Linked DNA regions of Macaca mulatta: all the other regions are linked to region 3. Evidence: chromatin contacts called from public Hi-C data. All regions are on one chromosome and are shown on one strand. The core of a region is the stretch at or near the end of the contact, and the rest is flanking DNA. Distances in the headings are between cores, read along the strand shown. Region 1 holds the start of NDUFC1 (NADH:ubiquinone oxidoreductase subunit C1). Region 2 holds the start of MGARP (mitochondria localized glutamic acid rich protein). Region 3 holds the start of ELF2 (E74 like ETS transcription factor 2).

Region 1 (3,085 bases), core at 460-2,959, 120 kb after region 3:
ACACCCGGCTAATTTTTTTTTTTTTTTTTTTGAGACAGTCTGGTTCTGTCGCCCAGGCTGGAGTGCAGTGGCGATATCTCCGCTCACTGCAAGCTCAGTCCCCCGGGTTCAAGCCATTCTCCCGCCTCCGCCTCCTGAGTAGCTGGGACTACAGGCGCTCGCCACTACACCAGCCTAATTTTTTTTTGTATTTTTGGTAGAGACGGGGTTTCACTGTATTAGCCAGGATGGTCTCGATCTCTTGACCTCGTGATCTGCCCACCTCGGCCTCTCGCCACTACACCCGCCTAATTTTTTTGTATTTTTGGTAGAGACGGGGTTTCACTGTGTTAGCCAGAGTGGTCTGGATCTCCTGACCTCGTGATCCGCCCACCTCGGCCTCCCAAAGTGCTGGGATTACAGGCGTGAGCCACTGCGCCTGGCCTGAAAATTTTTTTAAAAAGGTAGCTACACACTATATATAATTTCCAGCAATGTATTTATACAAACATTGATTAAAACCTAATGTTTTGAAAGTCTACTGGGATTCAATTTGTACAACTTGTACACTGCTGGTTTGACCCTACAGCATCTGAAAAAGGTACCTTTATAAAACTCCAATTAGCCTCAATTCTCATTAAGAAATAAAGTATAATTACTATTTAGTAAAACTGCCATTCCTTACAAAACCATGTTAAGGAACAATAACAGAAATTTCAGTCCCATCATACTTTCTCAATGTTGCTGAAATCTTAATTTCTTTTTAGTCCTGGAGATTTCCCTTTTGGAGAAATATGTATCAGCAATTATATAAATATCCTACTGTTGTGAGACTTTCACTGCCATACAACGTACACGTAACAGCACCATTCAATCTCGCAATGTTATCTCATTCCCCACCACGCTGGCGTAGTCTCACGACATCCGGGAGTAAAGTACTTACATAGACCCACAAGAAGACGGTGGTGCCCAAGGTCAACCCAACTTTCAGCCAGTTAGGTTTGGCATTCAGCGGCTCTCGCACGTAGAACTTTGACCGCGCTGAAGCTGAAAGGGGCAGAGGGTCTGTAAATCTGTAACTTACTGCCTGGTAGGGAAAAAACCCTAACATTTACGTGCGTATTATCGCATTTAATTCTCCCTTTAACTCCCCCATCTCCCACTTAAACAGCCAAGGAAATAGCGGTTCAGAGAGGTCAAGTACTTCGCCCAGGGCCACTGGGAGAGTTAGACAGGTAGCACCTGTCCTGCCCGAGGCCTTCAAGGCCTCATTTAAGGGCTTGCGGACCCTCAGACGACTCGGGAGTGGTCATGTAGGAGGCGCCCGGGAAGGGTGTCTCCTCTCCCAGTCTACGGGACCGAACGTACAGAGGTGGGGAAGGCAGAGACCCAAAGCCCATTTACAAAGGCCAAGAGTGCTCAGGTTGCACTTGGATAAGTGCTGAAGGCGGGTGATGGGGAGCGGAGAGTCTTGCGTAGGGGACAGGCGCGGGCTGGGCCTTGAGTCGACGGCCGGCGAAGGTCACTGCAGGACGAACCCGGGCCGCTGCCGCCTCCTGCACCCGTGGGCTGGGTCCGCCTTAGGAGGGGTAATCTGAGGGTAGAGTCGGCCTGCAGGAGGATGGACACTCACAGCCGCTCGGGAGCCTGGCAGGGGCCAGCAGCCGAGAGAGGGGACGCAGCAACGCGGACGGCGCCATCTTGCGTGGCCAGGCTCAGTCTCTCCGAGTCGGCAACACAACCAGCGCCACCTGGCGGGCGGAAGTGCGGGACTCCAGGGCTCTGCAGCCGAGCTCCGTGGGGGCGTCAACGTGAGTTCCAGCACCGCAAGGTTCTCTACCACCCCGGCCTCAGCCTTCTGTCTATACAGTGGAATTAGGAAGAAAGTAATTAAAAGAAAAAAGAATTTCTATTCTCTGTCCTCTGGGGGTTTTTCACCCCATCTCTACGGCTATTCATCAAGAGGTTTATTAAAATTTTCCTACATGAGCCAGAAAAAAGCAAAGTGTCGTGCTCAATAATAACTAGCGCTTGGATTGAATTCTGTGGTCCAGGCACGGTGCATTAATGTATCATATGGTTTACATTCACTGCCTTATTTCATCTTCACAATGAGCACATATCATGCCGTGATTATAAGCCTCAATTTACAGATGAAGCTTAAAGACAGCTACTCACCCAAGGTGACATATTTTATAGTTGAAAAGATTTCTTAACACCATTTACACTCACGATCATACTGAAGCCTCACAAACCTGTGAAGTAGAATTAGTGCCTTGGATAGGCTCAAGGGCTCAAGATCACATAGATGGCAGAGGTGGGATACAGTTTGAGGTCTTCTGACCCCAGATCTAGTGATCCTCCTTAGCTCACCTAACAGACTTGGACCACCCTAGACCATAAGCTGTAGAATCAGCGTTCAAAGCCATTCTGCTCACCACTTTTTAGCTCTATGATTTCTTAACCTAGTAAGAGGCAAATTACCTAACCTCTCTATACCTAAGTTTTACATCTGTAACATACAACCTATAGGGTTGTTGAGAAGCTTAAACAACTCTCTGGTGGTAGTAAACAATTTATTTGGTTTTGCCTATTAAAGACATTGTTCTGAGGAATAGGTTTTATCTTGCACAATTGAGCCAGATCTTTGTACATTCAATTCAGTTCAATCTGATGTCTAAAGACTAGTAAAAATATTTATAGGTAACAGACAATACATTTTGACCCTTTAAAAGTAATCCGTTAAACCTTATGTCATTAATTTTAAAACCAAAATAAATGTTAGCAAATCTCCTATATTCTCTTTAGCAATGTTATTTTAACATCTTTTTTTAACCAAAAATTATTGACCAGAAAGTCAATTAATTGTACTATATTTTCTGGCTCATTTTAACATGCAAATGGTGGCTAAATGGATTGCTAAATTGTGAGTCACTTTAGTTTGTAATCTAGTTTGAGCCTCCTGGACTCATGCTCAAGTAAGTAAATTACCCAACGAATGTGCTGAGCCAGTTGTTGGTTCTCAACTTATTGGCTTCTTGTCCACTCAGCAGCCTGTCAGTTGTATATCCTTTCTACACCATCCTTTGGAAGCTTCTCCTGACGA
Region 2 (3,042 bases), core at 293-2,792, 110 kb after region 3:
CAGGAGATATATATATATATATTTAAAAGCTCTATATTATTTGGTATAAAGGTCTAGAAAAATAAAGACAATAAAGATCTAGGAAAACGAAGACGTCTTGTTTCTGATACTTGAGGGGTAACTTCCTCCCACCAGCATTTTAAAAGAAAAATAAAGCGAGTTGGTTAGACCTCGTCCTTCTCTCCCACCACCACCAACAGAGGCCCAATCAACGTGAAAAAAATCGGCCCACGGAATTCTCCGCGCACGTCTTTTTCTCCGGCCGGATACTCTGGGCTAAAATTACCTCGGAAGCCTCAGAAAGCGAGGGGAAGCGAAGACAGCATTAAAAACGCTTCACGATGTTGTCTAAGAACCGTTCCCCAATCGGGAGTGGAAGAGAGAGGGGTGACGGATGGGGACTAGGGAAAGGCGGCTGGGGCTGAACCGCCCCGGAGCGCAAGCCTGGTCCCAGAGCCGCAGGCTGCTGGAAAGAAAAACAATCTTCCTTGCTCACACCTGCTAAGCACCTACTATGTTCCAGGCACTATACGAGGCGCTTTTCTATACGTCCATTTTTATTTAATAAGCTTCCAGTTCACACTGAAACTCCCCCTTTAGTTAATTTCTGAGTACCCTGCTTTTTCTCGCGCATCCCAGCTGCAGGACGACCTGCAACCTCAAAGGAAAGTGCCCCGAAGGCCGCTTCCTTTTTGGGGGTTGTGGATCTCAGAGCCAGGCGCTCGCGGGGTTCAGGCTGCTGAGACCCTGCCGAGGGTTAGATTTATTTACCCCACGAACATTCGCCCAGTGTCCACTGAGCGGGCCCTGCTTCTCTGCCTCCCAATGCTTACAGGGCCGGCTCATTCCCACCCTTCCTCTGCTTCCTCAGGAGGTTGGAGAGCGAATAGTGCCTCTAACAATAAAAGTGGTATGCTACAACTTTGTCAGCCAGGCACGTTTCTAAGTGCTTTTAACCAAACATTAACTCATTAAAAAGCAAAACTATTATCGCCCTTATTTTATAGATGAGGAAACAGGTTAAGCCATTTGTCCAAGATCAGGATGCGAACCCAGCTAATCTGGACTCAGAGGCACACCGGAAAGTTCCCTACTTCCAAAGCCTGCAGAAGCTTCGGGACGTCTTCCCGGGAGTCTCCTCCGTTCTCCTCGACCTCCAATCCAGGCTTCTGCTGTTCTGGGTCGGGTTTGGCCAACTGGGTGCCGGCCGGTACCCGGGCGCCGGCGAAATCTGCACCCGAGGCGCCCGTCCTCCTCTCCGGGCTAGATCTCCTTACTCACCGTCCTTCCCGAGCGGTGCGGGGTTGGGGGGCGCCCTCAGCGGCAGCGCCAGGGTCTTGGAGACCGCCCTGCGGAGATACATCGCGCCCGCTGTCCGCCGCGCAGCAGGCTCCGTACCCAGGCTCAGGCTGCACTTCCACAGTGAGGCTGAGAGCCTGGCAGCGCCCCGCCCGGAGAAGGCACGTCGACCTTCATCCAGCCCCGCCTCCGCGGCCCCCGGGAGGTGGGGAGACCTTTGTAGTCCTCACCATCCTCCCCTAACCCATCTCCAGCTCTGTTGCTTTCCCTGAAGTCTCGAGAGCTGACCGCGGCATCTCAGAAAAGGGATGGGGAACCTATAAGTCGCCGTCGCCCGCCTGACTCGTTCTGTACCACTGAATGTATCTCCTCACAGCACGCTGGAAATGTTTTGAGAATTGGACGAGATTAAGATAAGGACACAGTTTATCACGCTGGATGTAATCTGAACCCACTTTATCTCACGCATTCCATTAGCTTTCCTAGGAGAGGGGAGGATAGCGGGAAGTTTCTTACAAATGCAAGGAGCGCAGGGGTAGCCTCAGTCTTCCATTAGCGCACTGCGTGATGCTCAGAATCGTAAGAAAATCTCCAGACAATGATTGAATTTCTAGACAGTTCACCGTTACAATGACTTTAAAATATAAACTCCAAAAACACTGTATATTCCTCTATGGGATGTGAAATTAATATTTCCACATCAGCGGCCTGGCGCAGTGGCTCACGTCTATAATCCCAGCACTTTGGGAGGCCGAGGCAGGCGGATCACTTGAGGTGAGGAGTTGGAGACCAGCCTGGGCAACATGGCGAAACCCCGTTTCTACTAAAAATACAAAAAGTTAGCCAGGCGTGGTGGCGCGTGCCTGTAATCCCAGCTACGCGGAGACAGGAGAATCGCTTGAACCCGGGAGACGGAGGTTGCAGTGAGCCAGAGATCATGCCACTACATTCAAGCCTGGGTGACAGAGCAAGACCCTGTCTCAAAAACAAAACAAAACAAAACACCCCAAAACTAAAAAACAAAACAAAACACATCAACTAAAAATACTAAATTATTAGTTTCTTCCGTCTCACTGTGGCTACAGGAACTTGTCATGGTTTGAATATGGAAACCAATAATTTATTAAGTTTATAACATTGTCTAAATGATTACTCTTTGGAAGACACCATTTCCTACTACAATAATCCCTTATGTGTGTTTGCCACTTGAAACATTATAAAGCACTTTCACATCTATTATCTCTTTTAATTTTCACTGCAACCCTCTGAGGGAGGTGGCAATTATTCCCTTTAGCAAAGGTGGTGGGTGGGAATGTCCAAGGATTTACTGGTGGTCATGAATTAAAAAAACAAAAAGGACGTGAACATAATACTTCTAGCTTAAAGTTCTGTTGACATGTAACAGGCACAATATTTGTTCATTTGCTATGTAAATAAACATTTCTCAGAAGTTATAGTCTTGAACCCAATTATAATTATATTTAACATATTCTCATATGAAGAGTACAAGCCAATGATCAGATTGGTTTTTTGATACTCAAAAAGACAGTTAACTAGTTTAATCACTAGGGTGACAGAGTGAGACTCCGTTAAAAAAAAAAAAGTTTACAACATAGATGAGTGTGGTGGTGCATGCCTGTAGTCCCAGCTACTCCGGAGGCTGAGGTGGGAGAACTGCTTGAGCCCAGGAGGTCAAGACTGCAGTGAGCTGAGATCTTGCCAGTGCACTCCAGCCTGGGTGAC
Region 3 (3,358 bases), core at 631-3,130:
CCCACCTCTGCCTCCCAAAGTGCTGGGATTACAGGCGTGAGCCACCACGCCCTGCCTGATATTCCAATTTTCCATTTCATGTGTTTAACTACTAGATATCATCTCAATAATATTTACATGAATATACTGTGTACACTGTAATGCTCTATAAAAAGTTTTATTATTCCTAAACTCCCTTAAATGTAATTTAATGGTTTCCAGTCCTATATAAGTCATTCTACCTTTTGAAGAAACTCCGAAACACAAATATCCAATCCTTTGTTAGTAAAGCATACATCCTTCTCTGATTCTGGCACGAAAGAAAGTGCATAATTTACTTCTGGATAGAGAGTCACAGATAAAAAGGAAAGCAAATCTGATTATCAAACACACGATTACTGTTCTCTCATCACCGGATTAAAATTTAAACCATTAAGCTGAAGTAAACGTTCATGAACATATGAAAGGGGGGAATTTTTAACAGTTTTACAATGACGCGTCCTCCTCTTCCTCATTTAATGAAGTACTAAGAACTTAAAGGCTATTCTACAGCGAATCTGGCTCCTAGAAAGAGTCCATCCAGGATGCTGACAGAGGGAAAAGATTAGAAACTGTGCGATCTGGACTATTCTTGGTGTTACGGAGTATTTTTTCGGTCCTTTACGGACATGGAATAAAAATGCCCAAAAGGAGCAAGAGAGAGGGCTCGGCTGCCCTGATCACAAAGCTCCTGGGGTAGAGTCAGCATCCAGCCCTGGCAGAGCCCTCGCCGTCCTCCTTCCGCGCCCCTAGACCATCCCGTCGCGCAGTCCCTGAGGGCCAGCTTCGCGAGGATCCAGAAGGCAGTCGCTGGACGTGCGTGTTACGAGCCCGTTTTTGTTTTGTTTAAGAAACAGATTCCGATCTGAGCCAAGCCTCCCTGCCTCCCGGGGAACAGGGGGAGATGGCAGCAGGGTGCCGGCGTGGAGAGCGAGAATAAAAGAACGGCCGAGTACAACCTGTCGTGCAAGCTAGCAGCGCCAGGAAGGAAAGGTAAGCGGCGGCGATAAGGCACGACAGGGAAGGAAACTGGTGTCCAGCACCCCCCCTCAACCCAGCCACCCAGAGCGGCCGGAGCCTCCCAGGTCCCGCCCCGAGCTCGCGCCCAGCCCCGGCGCCGGCCGCAGACTCCCGCCCTACACAAACCCTCCCAGGACGCGCTTCCTCCGGAGCCGGACCCCCGCCCTGGCCTCCCGGCGGGATGAGGCGGGTCAGTTCAGTCCGCTTCTCGGCAGAGGTGACTCGCGCAGAGATGTAAACACGGCGAGACCAGCTGCGCTCGGCCCATCCCCCGCGCCGGGGTCTGTAACCTCTTCCCTCAGCCCTGCCCCGCGCCCCGCGCTCCCCGCGGGCAGGCGCTCAGCGCGCCTTCTCCTTTCTCCAAGTCCCGCTCCGCGACCGTTGCCCGGGGACACTCAGCCCCCTTCCCCCAGCCCCCGGCCGGTGTCACCGCCACAGCCGCCAGAAAACCCCTCCGCATACCCCGAAGCAAACAACACAAGCGCGGGGCGGGGGCGCGGAGGGAGGCGGCGGCACTCGGGACAGCTAGGCTTTATCGCCGCGCCCTTCGCGCTCCCTCTCACCAGCCTCGGCTGCCCGCGCTCTTACCTGCTCTCCGCGACGCCTGGGAAGACCGCGGCGTCCTTTTCCCTCTCAGCAGGGCCGCGGACTAGCAGCCGCCGCCGTTGGCCGAGCGTCCGGAGGGAGCCGGGGCCTCCCCAGCAGCCCAAGCCGCTCCACAGGGAGAGGAGGAGACAAAACAGAGGCTCGCCGCCCCGCGCAGCGACCCCCGCCCGCGCCGCCCCACCGACCCCCAACCGCCTAGGCGACGGCGGCGACACAGAGCTCGGCGCGGGGAGCAATGGTGGCCCCCGCCCCGCTCCCGGCCCCCTCCCTCCACCCCCCGCCTCGGCTCCTCCCCCTCGGCCTCCTGCCGCCGCCACCAGGACACTGGAGTCCGCCTCCCCCTCCCCGCCAGCTCAGAGCGCTCCTCCCCTCCCCACGCGGCGGGGGGCGGGGGCGGCACCGCCAGTCACCGCAGCGCCTGTCAAACGCGGGCCGGCTATTTATACCCCGCGGGGCCCCGCCGCCCTCAGGCCCCCACCAGCCCGCCGAACCTGCCTCTTTTGCTCTCTTGAATCCCGCCTTCCTCTCCTCGCCCAACTTCTCCCAAACCCGCCTTCCCAGGTAAAGACGCTCGTCACTTGTCCGGCTCCCTGCCCGGGGCTCCCCGATCTCGCTCTCCACTCCAGCCCCGGATTGATGCAGGGGGCTCTGCCGCACGGGGCAGGCGTGTGAGGACTACGGGGCCGCGCGTGCACCTGCAGCGCCCGCCGGCTTCCCCCAGCCGGCCGGGACCGCACGCGCACACCCTCGCCACTTAGGGGCCCCGCAGGCCCCGCCGTAACCGCATCCCCAACTCAGGACTCCCGCCCTTCTCCTCCGGAGATGGCCCCAGAGTCGGGCAGTCTGACAGTTACGGGGAGCGAGGTTTTGCAAAAACTCCTAGCCCGGTCCTTCCAGTCCCCACTCCTCAGCCTTGGCTAAGTGAAAGGTGGGGGTTCCGGCAAGAGCGCGACGCCGGCCAGGAGCGCGACGCCGGCCCCGCCCCGGCCGGTGACGCACGTGGCGCACCGCCCCGCCAGCCTCGCGCCCCTCGGCGCCGCCAGCTCCTCCCCGCTAGCAAAAGCCCGGCGTAGTACACCCGCGACCCCGCCCCATTCCCAGAAATTACCACCCGCCCAACAGCCCGGCCGTGAGGCGGTTGGTGCCGGCGTTTGCTGGCGGTCGGGTGGCGGGGCCCAGCGCGCAGCTGCGGAGCGCGGCGGGCGGCCCCTTGGCGCTGCCCGGGGAGCTGCGGGCACCCGCACCGAGCCATTGTCGCTCCTTGCTCGGTCAGCAACGGAGAAGTAACTCAAGTCTGAGTGTTGTTGGTGCGAGAATGAGAGTGTTTTGGTGAGGGAGTATTTTGGCCCAAGTGCCTGCGAATTCGAAAACGAAAACCCAGCAGTAGCTGCAAGCTTTTGGTTTCCACACTTTCACACAAAGGGGAGCCTTCGAGCGGGGCACTCTCACGCGCCTTCAAGTGCACAAAAGCCAATGACACGGTGCCCTGGGTTGCCTTGCGTAGGAGCGTCTCTTTAATGGGCTTTCTTAGCCACAGTTAATGCATACAAACGCCTCAGTCTATTCCTTCACCACCACCGCTCTCCGCCCCAGCGTTTTCTGTATTTGTTTCTTTAACAAAGCACTGCCTGTCCCGGTGCGCGCGGGGCTGATTTTGCTCCTCTCCCGGGCTCCTGCAGCCTCGCCGCGATGAACCTGGCACCTGACGCGTATT

Evidence for each region. A called contact is a pair of places that touch in the nucleus more often than the background predicts.
Region 1: a contact with region 3 is called in a Hi-C map of cortical neurons, with 4 times the contacts expected there. The contact joins the promoter of NDUFC1 here to the promoter of ELF2 in region 3. A contact is called at or near these places in 4 of 14 Hi-C or Micro-C datasets (cortical neurons, fetal cortex germinal zone, fetal cortical plate and 1 more).
Region 2: a Hi-C map of fetal cortex germinal zone shows a contact between it and region 3, with 3 times the contacts expected there. The contact joins the promoter of MGARP here to the promoter of ELF2 in region 3. A contact is called at or near these places in 2 of 14 Hi-C or Micro-C datasets (fetal cortex germinal zone and fetal cortical plate).

Annotation. Positions count from the first base shown.
Region 1 is chr5:148,173,883-148,176,967 of T2T-MMU8v2.0, forward strand. NDUFC1 (NADH:ubiquinone oxidoreductase subunit C1) reads right to left here and starts at 1,710. Exons shown (of 4, transcript XM_028848780.2): 1 at 1,613-1,710; 2 at 923-1,026. The coding sequence starts at 1,679.
Region 2 is chr5:148,156,579-148,159,620 of T2T-MMU8v2.0, forward strand. MGARP (mitochondria localized glutamic acid rich protein) reads right to left here and starts at 1,543. Exons shown (of 4, transcript NM_001193816.2): 1 at 1,282-1,543. The coding sequence starts at 1,363.
Region 3 is chr5:148,050,682-148,054,039 of T2T-MMU8v2.0, forward strand. It overlaps ELF2 (E74 like ETS transcription factor 2), which reads right to left and starts at 1,881. Exons shown (of 11, transcript XM_078002285.1): 1 at 1,627-1,881.